Regions from separate parts of the Bos taurus genome. Here region 1 is linked to region 2. A link is a contact called in public Hi-C data. All regions are on one chromosome and are shown on one strand. Each heading gives the region's core, a stretch centred on a gene start, on an enhancer-like site or on the middle of the called end of the contact. The rest is flanking DNA. Distances are from core to core; before and after follow the strand shown.

The links. Hi-C and Micro-C count contacts between places; a contact is called where the count stands out from the background.
Region 1: a contact with region 2 is called in a Hi-C map of liver, with 2.5 times the contacts expected there. The contact joins the promoter of MERTK here to the enhancer-like site in region 2. A contact is called at or near these places in 2 of 11 Hi-C or Micro-C datasets (liver and skeletal muscle).

The regions. Positions count from the first base shown.
Region 1 is chr11:514,321-520,226 of ARS-UCD2.0, reverse strand. It overlaps MERTK (MER proto-oncogene, tyrosine kinase), which reads left to right and starts at 3,741. Exons shown (of 19, transcript NM_001192024.2): 1 at 3,741-3,912. The coding sequence starts at 3,852.
Region 2 is chr11:465,656-471,369 of ARS-UCD2.0, reverse strand. All of the region lies in intron 2 of MERTK (MER proto-oncogene, tyrosine kinase), which reads left to right. Among named protein-coding and RNA genes, the nearest start is that of MERTK, 48 kb to the left of the region's middle. Within about 2 kb of position 3,994, at least 17 of the 102 cell types and tissues checked have an H3K27ac peak or open chromatin away from gene starts, as enhancers often do. A contact at or near this core is called in liver, where this site is marked.

The DNA.
Region 1 (5,906 bases), core at 2,492-4,991, 49 kb before region 2:
TTAACATTCAATAACATTCAGAGGCATGGCAAGTATAAAATTAAAATGGTAGAATCAGAACTTCCCTGGTGGTTCAGTGGTTAAGATACTGTGTTCCCACTGCCACAGAGAAGGTGATGGCAACCCACTCCAGCACTCTTGCCTGGAAAATCCCATGGACGGAGGAGCCTGGTAGGCTGCAGTCCATGGGGTAGCGACGAGTCGGACATGACTGAGCAACTTCACTTTCACTTTTCACTTTGATGCACTGGAGAAGGAAATGGCAACCCACTCCAGTGTTCTTGCCTGGAGAATCCCAGGGATGGCGGAGCCTGGTGGGCTGCCGTCTATGGGGTCGCACAGAGTCAGACACGACTGAAGCGACTTAGCAGCAGCAGCAGCAGCTCCCACTGCAGGAGGCATGAGCTCAGTCTGCTTGGGGAACTAAGATCCTGCATGCCACGTGGCACAGCAAAAAAATTAGAAAAAAAAAAAATATGATAGTCAGTAACCTACATTTTAGCTAGTGTTGATGTCTGTGGAAGTTTTAAAACAACTCCTCTGACACTTCCATCATCAAGAGGTGGGGGTTATGGCTCTTTCCCAGGAGGGTGGGGTTGTGACTGTATCCACCATCCACCCAGAGAGTCTGGCTTAGTGGAGTCAGGTGACCTCTGAGGCTAGGTTTTGAAAGGCTATGCAGCTCCTATCTTGGTCACTGGAAGGAATGGTCACTCTTGGAGCCTAGAGTTTCCTTGTAGGACTTCCAACTACACCTAGGCCATCGTAGGGAAGCCTCATTGAGATGCTCTGATCTGCAGCCCTGGACTTTAGAGTCATTGCAGTGTAAGTACCCGCTATGTGAGGATCAGGGATTGACCAACTTCTGTAAAGGGCCAGATCACGTGGCCTTGTGGCCTCTGATCTCTGTCGCAGCTATTTGACTCTGCTGTGACAGCACAGGAGCAGCCATGAATAACACACACTGCATGGCTGTGTTCCAATAATCCTGATTTGCAAACACAGGCAAGAGGCCCACCAGCTATAGTTTGCTGATCCCTGTTCCAGATGTTTCTAGTCCACAGTCATTGAACCCAATATTTCAGCAGAGATGGAAGAGGTAAGACAACCCATCTTCTTTGTACCCTGTCTAAATCTCTTACCCACACAATCTGTGAATCTAACACAGCAGCTGTGATTTACCCATGCTGTGTCTGGCGTGGTATATCACACAGGAATAGATAACTAGACAGTTTTATACTAGGTAAGCCTACTCATCAACAGTGTATTAAAAAGCAGAGTCATCACTCAGCCAACAAAGGTCCATATAGTCAGAGCTATGGTTTTTCCAGGAGTCATGTATAAATGTGAGAGGTGGACCATAAAGAAGGCTGAGCACCAAAGAATTGATACTTTCAAATTGTGGTGATGGAGAAGACTCTTGAGAGTCCCTTGGACTGTAAGGAGATGAAACCCATCAATCCTAAAGGAAATCAACCCTGAATATTCATTGGAATGATGGATGCTGAAGCTGAAGCTCTAATAGCTTGGCCGCCTGATGTGAAGAGCCAACTCATTGGAAAAGACCCTGATGCTAAGAAAGACTGAAGGCAAGAGGAGAAGAGGGTGGCAGAGGATGAGATGGTTGGATGGCATCACCAACTCAATGGACATAAGTCTGAGCAAACTCCGTGAGATAGTGAAGGACAGGGAAGTCTGGCATGCTGCAGTCCATGGGGTTGCAAAGAGTTAGACCTGGCTTAGCGACTGAACAACAACAAAAGCCTCATCAAGAATGTGAAGCATAGCAAAGACTTGAAGGCGGAGAATTAACTAAGAGGGTGTGAGTTTATCAGAAGAGCATTCCAAGCAGAGGAAACAGTTGGTGCAAAACCCTGGGATGGAAGAGAGTCTGGTGTATATGAGCAGCAGCAAGGACACCGCAGGAGAACAGGGGTCTGCTGAGATGCCCTGGCAACCCTGCACATCTCCATGTAGGTGTGCAGGTGAGGCTTGACTCAATTCTACCCAGGTCTTGGGAAACTGTCCCATGATTCCTCCTGGGGCAGGGGGAGGTGAGGCTGGTGAGCAGAGGTTGGAGGCATTTTCATATCCCTATCTCACAGCCCGCCTGTTTCTCTTCCTTCTCCAGACTTTCAGCTGGGCATGTGAGTGAGTTTCCACCCCTCCTCACCAGGCCCCCCTCCCCGCACCCAACAACACAGCAGCAGTCACCTGTGAAAATCAATGAAACTGCTCGGCTGTACTTTAGAGTTGGCTGCTCATCAGGGAAGCTACCCACTGCTCATGTCCACCCCTCTGGCTGGGTGTCATCCTATGGGACTAGGGATGCCAGTAGCTGACATCATGCTGATTTTGCTGTCAGTTAAGTAACAATGGATCTAAATCCATTTGGACTGGTTGCCTCCTTACAGCCAAATCTAGGCCACTTGACCAGCCCGACTGGGGTCAGGGACTCTGGACCAGAAAGCAGCATAAATGGAAGTGGAGTAAGGAGATGAGGTCAGAGAGGAGAGGGGATCAGGTCATGTATTCCCCTGTAGGCCACAAGGCAGGACTCTGGCTTTCATGCAGAGAGAAAGTGGGAATCACTGTCCGGTTTTTAGCAGAGGAATGACATTATTGATTCATGTTGTCAAAGGATCTCATTAAAATACATTAATTCTAAAGATGTTGCCTTAAAGATAGTATGTGTGCGTGTGTGTGGGTGCATGCTGAGTTGCTTCAGCCGCGTCCGACTCTGTGTGACCCTAAGCGACCCCATGGACTGTAACCTGCCAGGCTTCTCTGTCCATGGGGATTCTCCAGGCAAGAATACAACCCATACAAGGGTGTGGGTTGCCATGCCCGCCTCCGGGAGATCTTCCCCACCCGGGGATCGAACTCATGTCTCTTACCTCTCCTGCACTGGCACCACCGGTATGCGTGCATATCTATATATAAAATGTTAAGTTATCCTTTCAGTTATTAGTACAAGTGGCTGACATTTCTTTCACGGTTAACTTTCTCTGCGACGGCCCTCTTGGCCCCGCCACACTTTTTTCGCTGGGGGGTGGGGGTGGGGGGGCGCCTCTTCCCACTTCGTAGGTGTTCATCGCCCTCCACGAGCATCACCTCTCTTGGACTCCACAAGGGGGCACAGCAAAACGTTCGTCCCGGGAGGCGGTGAGCTCTGAGACTCCAGGACTGCCTCACACCTTCGGCCCGGGAAGGCGCTCGGCCGGGAGCGCAGCCAAGGTGGCCTCTGCCTCTGGGAGAGTTGCTGCCTGGGTTTTATGTCTGCTGAGCCGCGATTGCGGGACTGCCTCAGCCTCCAAGCCACAGGCACCTTGTCTTAAGTCTGCTGGCAGCCTCGGGCACCCTACGCTCCTCCCCAACTTACTCTCTGTCCCTCCTACCTGCACTCGTCGGACATCTGGATCCCCGGGAGGCCGGGGGCACTTTCTCCTCCCCAGACCTCCAATCTCTCCTCCACTTTACGGTCCTCACCTCCCTCCCCTAGCTTTCAACCCCCGCCCCCGCGCCCAGGCTCAACCCCACCCCGCGGCCCGCCCCTCTCCGCCCCTTGGGTCCGGCCCCCTTTCCACCCCCTCCGCCGCCCGCCTCTCCCCGCCGCCTTCCCGCCCCCTCCCCTTCCCCGACTGGCTGGGTCGGCTCAGACTCGGCCCCCCGTCCGCCCCGCTCCGGCTCTCGGCGCCTTCGACCGCGGCTCCGCTCTGCGCCTTCGGAGCGGGTTGCTGGGGTCTCCGGGACTGGGCTGTTTTCGCTCGCTCTAGGCCGGCGACGCGGCAGGTTCCGGACGTCCATCTATCCGTCGGTCCGAAGAGACTTTTCAGACCTGCGATCTCGGTATGGGGCGGGCTGTGCTGCTGTTCCTGCCGTGGCTTTTCCTCTCCGCGCTCTGGACGCGAGGTGAGTGCAAGGGGCTGGGGATTCGCGCCTGGGAGCTCCGAGGAGGGAGCGCGCCAATCGGGGCGCACCCGGCTGCTGGCAAGCTTGCAGACCCCTCCCCGCGCCCCAGAGGGGCCAGGTGCTGAGGTGCAGGGCTCCCGCGTACCCACCGTTCTGGCATCCTGGCTGGGTAGTGGGCGCGTGTCCCGGCGGAGCCGGGGAGGAGTGGGCGCCGAGGGCCCACAGCGACCGCGGAGAGGGAAACCGAGCTCGGCCGGTTGCGCTGCAAGTCCTAAAATTTTCGGCGGAGGGAAATGCGCCACAAAAACTTTTCACTGGAAGTGGCTGTGTGGTTGGACCCCAGTTGCTGGCGGGAGTTCTGGGAGCCGCAGGCAGACCCCATCTCCACTCTGGGGGACTAGAGACCCGCAGGCTGCGGGAGTTGAGGTCGCAGTCCCGGTGCAGCGATGCACCAAGGCCAAAGCGCGATCGGGAGGGACTAGTCGGGCTGCCCCCCCGAACCCCCGGGCCTTCAGGGGCTACTTTAGCAGCGACGCCCTGTGAGTGGGTGGGGGGCCAGAAAAAGAGGACGCGCTGTTTTTACCCCTATTATTGCTGAACAGGATCTAACGTGCTTGGTCAGCGTCTAGGCGTATTACCTCTGCGCTGCTGCTGCTGCTGCTAAGTCACTTCAGTCGTGTCCTACTCTGTGAGACCCCATGGCCTGCAGCCTACCAGGCTCCTCCGTCCATGGGATTTTCCAGGCAAGAGTACTGGAGTGGGGTGCCATTGCCTTCTCCGTCTGCACTGCTAGGCATTCCAACATAAGATACTGGATTGGTAAGTGGAGGCACAGGAAGGCAGGTTTCATGGTTCCATTCTGTATCCGCAGTTTGTTCGGAGGGTCGCTGATTAACGAACGGGTTAGAAGTTTAACCTCTGAAGTATTTCTTAAGGAAGCTGGAAGAAACTTAACCAGGCTTTATGCTGAAGGCAATGGTACCCCACTCCAGTACTCTTGCCTGGAAAATCCCATGGACAGAGCTCCTGGAAGGCTGCAGTCCATGGGGTCGCTGAGGGTCGGACACGACTGAACGACTTCATTTTCACTTTTCACTTTTCATGCATTGGAGAAGGAAATGGCAACCCACTCCAGTGTTCTTGCCTGGAGAATCGCAGGGATGGAGGAGCCTGGTGGGCTGCCGTCTATGGGGTCGCACAGAGTCGGACATGACTGAAGTGACTTAGCAGCAGCAGCAGCATGCTGAATAAACACACATCAAGCATTTTTCCTTAGCTTAAAGGTTTAGCTTTTATATAAACCTATTGTGGTCAAAGGTGTTTTTGAAGAGTACCTGACAACTTCAATTATACTTAAGCAGTTTACTTCAGAATTTTTCCTGTGAGAATTTCATTGGAAAGCTCAGTTGCTCAAATCAGAAATTCTTAAGCAGCTGCAACCTCTTTTTACACATTAAATTACACATACAATTTATAATTTGAGGCAATGTAGCAATTTGAAGCAAACATCCAGAGAGTAAACCAAGCAAAGAATGAAAACAATTCTATTCTTTACCCCAGCCACCCCCCCAAACCCTCAGAAATTCCTCAGCATTTCTGCTAGATCCGTTTTTCATAATCTGTTATATTTTGCTACCAGGGAAGGCTGGCCATAAATAGTCTTGGATGTAGTGAATGTGGTGAAAATTATGGGAAAAGTAACAGAAGCAGTATTTTTGGGGAAGATGTTTTTTAAATGGAGTGTTTTTCTTTTTCTACGTTTTTTAAAGCATTAATAATAATAATAAACCCTCTGTAGCTGATAATTACTTTAAGCAGATAATCTTAAAAGTCTGTTAAAATCCACCCAACTGGAAGAATGAGAAGTTTCTGCAGTTTTTCTTCTCCTACCTTTTGTTTTTTAATCTTGAATTTACCTGTGAGATGTCTGACAGTGCTTCATTTTGTGAAAAGTTCAAAGAATGGGATTCTCACTGGCTGAATGAGAGCGGACC
Region 2 (5,714 bases), core at 2,745-5,244:
TAGAGGAAAACATAGGCAAAACACTCTCCAGCATAAACCACAGCAGGATCTTCTATGATCTACCTCCCAGAATATTGGAAATAAAAGCAAAAATAAACAAATGAGGCCTAATTAAAATTAAAAGCTTCTGCACAACAAAGGAAACTATAAGCAAGGTGAAAAGATAGCCTTCAGAATGGGAGAAAATAATAGCAAACAAAGCAACAGACAAAGAATTAATCTCAAAAATATACAAGCAACTCCTGCAGCTCAATTCCAGAAAAATAAATGACCTAGTCAAAAAGTGGGCCAAAGAACTAAACAGACATTTCTCCAAAGAAGACATTTAGATGGCTAACAAACACATGAAAAGATGCTCAACATCACTCATTATCAGAGAAATGCAAATCAAAACCACAATGAGGTACCATTTCACACCAGTCAGAATGGCTGCGATCCAAAAGTCTACAAGCAATAAATGCTGGAGAGGGTGTGGAGAAAAGGGAACCCTCTTACACTGTTGGTGGGAATGCAAACTAGTACAGCCACTATGGAGAACGGCAGAGTCTTATTTTGAACTTCGGTCTTTAGATATTGGAAGGTGACTAGGTGAAATTTTAACTTTAGAGAGAAATGTATACTTTTGCACATATTTTGTTGAACTCGCATAAAGTCATTCGGAAGGGAAGCAAATCTTATGTGACCTCCCAACTGAGCAAATCTAGTGATCAGAATTCTTACAAAGGATGGACACTCAGCTGAACTGAGTAATATTTGCAGCAGCATCAAGTCCACCACTGACATATTCACTCTATTGGTGTTCAGGTGGCACTGGAGCTGTGGGTAATTCAATGAAGTAAATTAAAGTAACTTGATCAAGATGATCGATATTTGTATAATTTCTTTGCAAGATAGAAGGATGTTGGAGAGCCTAATTTGACGTCTTTTAGATGAGGACTCTGAGGTCCTGATAAATTAGGATGACTTGCCCAGGGTAACTAGGTGGTAAGCTGGGAGTAAACTTAACTAGGGAGCCTGATTTGCACACCTCTCCTCACATCCTCTCTTCTCACATCTCATGGGCCCCAAGGAAATCCACTCTGGTTCCCAGCAAAGTGAAGAGTTAAAAACTAGTTCTAAGCTTTCAGTGGATGCCATTTTCCCAGGAATTCATTAGCTTGCAATTTTGTTGGAGATGCCACCAAGAGTACTGCATGGACCACGTTTATTTAAGCAAATGTGCAAATGGTAGATGACTACATATAAGCAGGGATCAGATGTCTATTAGTATTGATAGAGTCAAGAGTCATCTGGCATTAATGGGTGTAGGGAGCACTCAGTGTCTGGTTGGAGTATTCCTCATCAATAGCTTGGTGGTTAATACAGAAAATCTCCACCAACACCCCTCCTTACTCCTGGCCCCATGCCCCCCACCCCATGCCTAATCCTGGATGGTGCATCACTCGAAAGCCGTTGCTAGACCTCCGTTGTAGGACTTGTCACCAGGCTGGACATCCCTCTTGATACTCCAACCAGTATCCTACCCCATCTACACCTGATATCAGCTCAAAGCATAGGGTATCCATTCATCTAGCCTGGGAACCCCGTGTAGCCAAGACCTCCTGATGAAGTCTCTAAAGAAGAGTGTAATTCCCGGGGCAGTTATTTCTAAGGGCTTCCAAGTTGGCACAGTGATAATCTGCCTGCCAATGCAGGAGTTGCAGGTTAGATCCCTGAATCAGAAATATTTCCTGGAGAAGGGAATGGCAACCCACTCCAGTATTCTTACCTGAGAAATCCCCATGGACAAAGGAGCTTGGTGGGCTACAGTCCTTGGGGTCACAAAGAATCAGACACGATTTAGAGACTAGACAACAACAGTTAACTCTGAAGTCTGGTGTAAGGTGTAAAAAAGCTCTCTGGCTTAGGTTGAAACACTCATCAGGTAAAATTTTCCAGGAAGGCACCAGCCTTCAGATCAGAAGACTTGAGGAGACCCACCCTCAAGCAAAAACAAAAACCGATGCTCCTGTGTACTGACAGGCCCTGCAGATTTAGTTACTGGGTGATTTATGGCAAAGGGAGAGTGTTCGATATTTGTTTTCTTTGTAGTCTAAGAGTTCCCAATGCTCTTTAAATTCTGGCATCCTTCCCAGTGGCTCAAGCTGGACGGATTTTACCTTCTTAGTGCATTTTCCTGGTAAACATGGTAAACGGGTAGTTTGGGTTCCTGCGTGCTGCTTGTGCCCGAGAGACGTGTGTTGGTCGGCCCCTGCAGGCTCTGAGAGCCAAGACCCTTGCCCTGCCCTGCCCCAGCTGGGTCTGCCTGATGCCATCGCTGGTTGCTCTTTATCCTGCTGCTTTTGGTGACCCCAAAGATGGAATCATACGTGAGACATCAGCCAAACATATAGAAAGGAAGAATATCATTTGTTCAACCAAGCCATCAGTTGGGAAAGCTATTTTTAGCCACAGATTGCTGAGACTTTCAGACACTTTATATTCAATTCAGACTTCTTTTCAGGTCAAATTTTTTACCAGATTCCTGAACTCGGTTTATCCGTGGAATCCTGTCAGCACCATTTCAATGACGGCTGGTTAAATAGAATGCTTTTGTATTCTTATTTTTAGTTTTTTTTCTTTCATTTTTAATGTTTCTTTGTTTGTTTGTTTTTGATCGTTGTAACATACATATAACATGGGCTTCCCGGGTGGTTCAGTGGTAAAATAATCCACCTGCTAATATGGGTTCGATCCCTGGATTTGGATGATCCGCTAGAGGAGGAAATGGCAACCCACTCCAGTTTATTCTTGCCTGGGAAATCCCATGGACAGAGGAACCTGGCAGGCTACATTCCATGGGGTCACAAAGAGTCAGGCATGACTTAGCTACTAGGCACGCATGCATACGTAAAGTAAAACACTGTTTTAACCTTTTTGAATATCCAGGTCAGTGACCTTGAGTACATTCACATTTTTATGCAACTATCACCATCATCCATCTCCAGAACTCTTTCATCATCTCAAACTGAAACTTGATACCCATGAACACTAACTCCCCACTGCCCATCCCCTCCAGCCCTCAGCAACCTCTATTCCACATTTTTTCTCTATGAATTTAACCACTCTAGGTATTCAAGAGGAGTCAACTAATATTGGTCCCTTTTTGTATTTCTTTCTTTCTTTTTTTTAAGTGACCAAATATTTATTGAGTTCCAGATTTCCCGTAGGTGCCATACATGATGTAGAGGTGGGTGTTAGACCCTCCATTTCTGAGAAGGAACAGAAGCACAGAGAGATGGAGAGATTTGTATACACTCCACATATATGTGACTCAGATGGTAAAGAATCTGCCTGCCAATGCAGGAGTCCCGGGCTTGATCCAGATCCGGGAAGATCCGCTGGAGGAGGGCATGTCAACCCACTCCAGTATTCTTGCCCGGGAAATCCCAAGGACAGAGGAGCCTGGTGGGCTACAGTCCATGGGATCACAAAAGAGTCTGACACAGCTTATCAGCTAAACTACCACACTACCACAAGCCATGTGTGAGCAGGTCAGCCAAGTTGTAACAGGTCTGAAGGCCAGAGAGATGAGTGTCCTTGTAGGATGTTCTGGGGCTATGTTAGCTGAGGGGATCCTGGTGGGGATGAGGTTTTGCAGCTGCCAGTCCCCCTTCAACTCCCCCTTCTTCACCTTGGCTCTCTCCAGATGGTTCCTGTCTAGACATGGGTCTGAGTCTATGGTTTCTTTGGTCTTCCCCTGTTCAGTTGTTTGACCAAAATCTGTTGGAATTCTTAAGCCTTTATTTAAAAGTGCCTGCACATGGTAAAGTAGTCTGTCTCTCCCACTCCAGCCCCCAGTGCTTTCCCGATGGGGAGCAGAGGTGACCCACTGATTGGGTAGCTTCCCAGAGATATTCAATCCACGAGTCCTGTGTGTGTGTGTGTGTGTGTGTGTGTGTGTGTGTGTATGTGGGTGTGTGTGGGTGTGTGGTGTGCATGCGTACCCGTGCCAGGCCCCAGCATGGTGTGTTAATCTAATAGAGTATTACTCATGGCCGTGGTTAAATCAGTACCCAGTGTTCACAATTTCTGTGGCTGTGGAAATGCTATTTTTAGCCAAATCATGTCGTCAACCTGTAATTACATTGGCCTTCTTGTCGAGCTTTTTGATCTTCCTGAATTTAATAGTTTCCTTGCCTGCCTGTTAGTTCACTTAATTTTTGATTGCTCATTCTCCTCCACGTTCAAAAGGAAAATAGGCATGTCCTCTCAAAATGACACAATTCTCAGGACTGGAGTGTTTTCCTTGGAGGTGCCAGACCTGGAGCCGTTCCTTTCTCTCCAGCCCACACGTTGCCCTCCAGGCCTGGGGTCTGGCTGAGTCATCTTTGTTCTTGCTGTTGGGAGCCTCATTCCTCCTGATTTCTAGCTCCTGTCTCTCAGAGCCTAGCTTCCCCTCTTCCTGGTTTACTCCCTCACTCTACATGAAGCCCACCCCCTCCACTTGCTTTCTGGGCTCTTGAATATCTGAAAATGCCATATTTTTTCCTACTCTCACCAAAAGACAGTTTGACCAGATACAGAATGTAAAAGGAAAACAATTTCCTGCTGTCATCTTTTTGCTCCGAGAGTTGTTCTTGAGAAGCATGATGCTGTTCTGATTCACTCATAAATTACCTGCTTTTTCTTTCTCTGGAAGCTTTTGGGGGTCTCCGCTTTATCTTAGATGTGTGACATGTCTAAGGGGCTTGGTGAAGCCCCTTGGTGGGTCTTTTCTCTCTTGCTGTGCTGCCCAGCCTAATGGTCAGGTTTGGAAAGATCCATATCTCCAGTTCTGGGCATTTTCTTGAATCATATCCTCCCCCTCCCCTCTCTGTGTTCTTTCTGGAATTCCTTGCTCAGTCGTCGGGATGTCTAGATTGCTATTCTGCGAGCTGAGCCTTTCCTGCTGTTTCTGCTGGGGAAAGGGAGGAGACGGGGAACCACTTCCCCATCTCGAGTCCCAGCCGCACCCTGCCTTCATCCCGGGAGCCTTTATGTGATGTCTATAAAACTAAATGTAGAATTATTTGTGAAAAACCGTTCCTGTGCTATAGGTAAGATGAATCCGGATTTGGTAATTAATGCAGACACAAATAGTCCTTCTCACCAGATGCTGCTAAACCCTGCCTAAAGCAAATGAGTAAAGACCAAGAGTTTGTTTGTTTTCAGGCAAGGCTTTATTGATTCTTTTTTGTATTTCTTTCTTTTAAAAAAAAATAGAAAGTGACCAAATATTTATGGAGTTTTGTTTTCTGCTCTTCTCCTACTCTGAATTTTCCTTGCTGGCTGGTTGAAGACACGCCTAGACTTTCTGTGCAGTCCGATTCCTGCTGCCCGCGTGTGCCGCTCCATGGTTGTCTGCGCCTGCTGATTTCTCGGGTCCTGGTGGGCTGTGCACCCTTGGCCTGGGTGCAGCCTCACTGGAGCTGTGGCCTGCCTTCCTCTCTGGCTGTCACTTCCCCTCTGGTTCCTGGCTCACTGAGTCTTGGGTCTCATCGTCCACTCTGTTCAGCTCCTCCCTAGGTTTTCCTGCAAGAAAATGATGCGTCTTTCAAGGTGAACTTGTGAAATGAGTGGAAATGCTCCTCTTTTCAGTAGCCATGACCTTGGTTTCCCTTAGAACTACAAAGAAGGCTAGATTGATCAGCATACAGAATCTGCCAGAAGCAGATTCTGTGCACTCTCCAGCC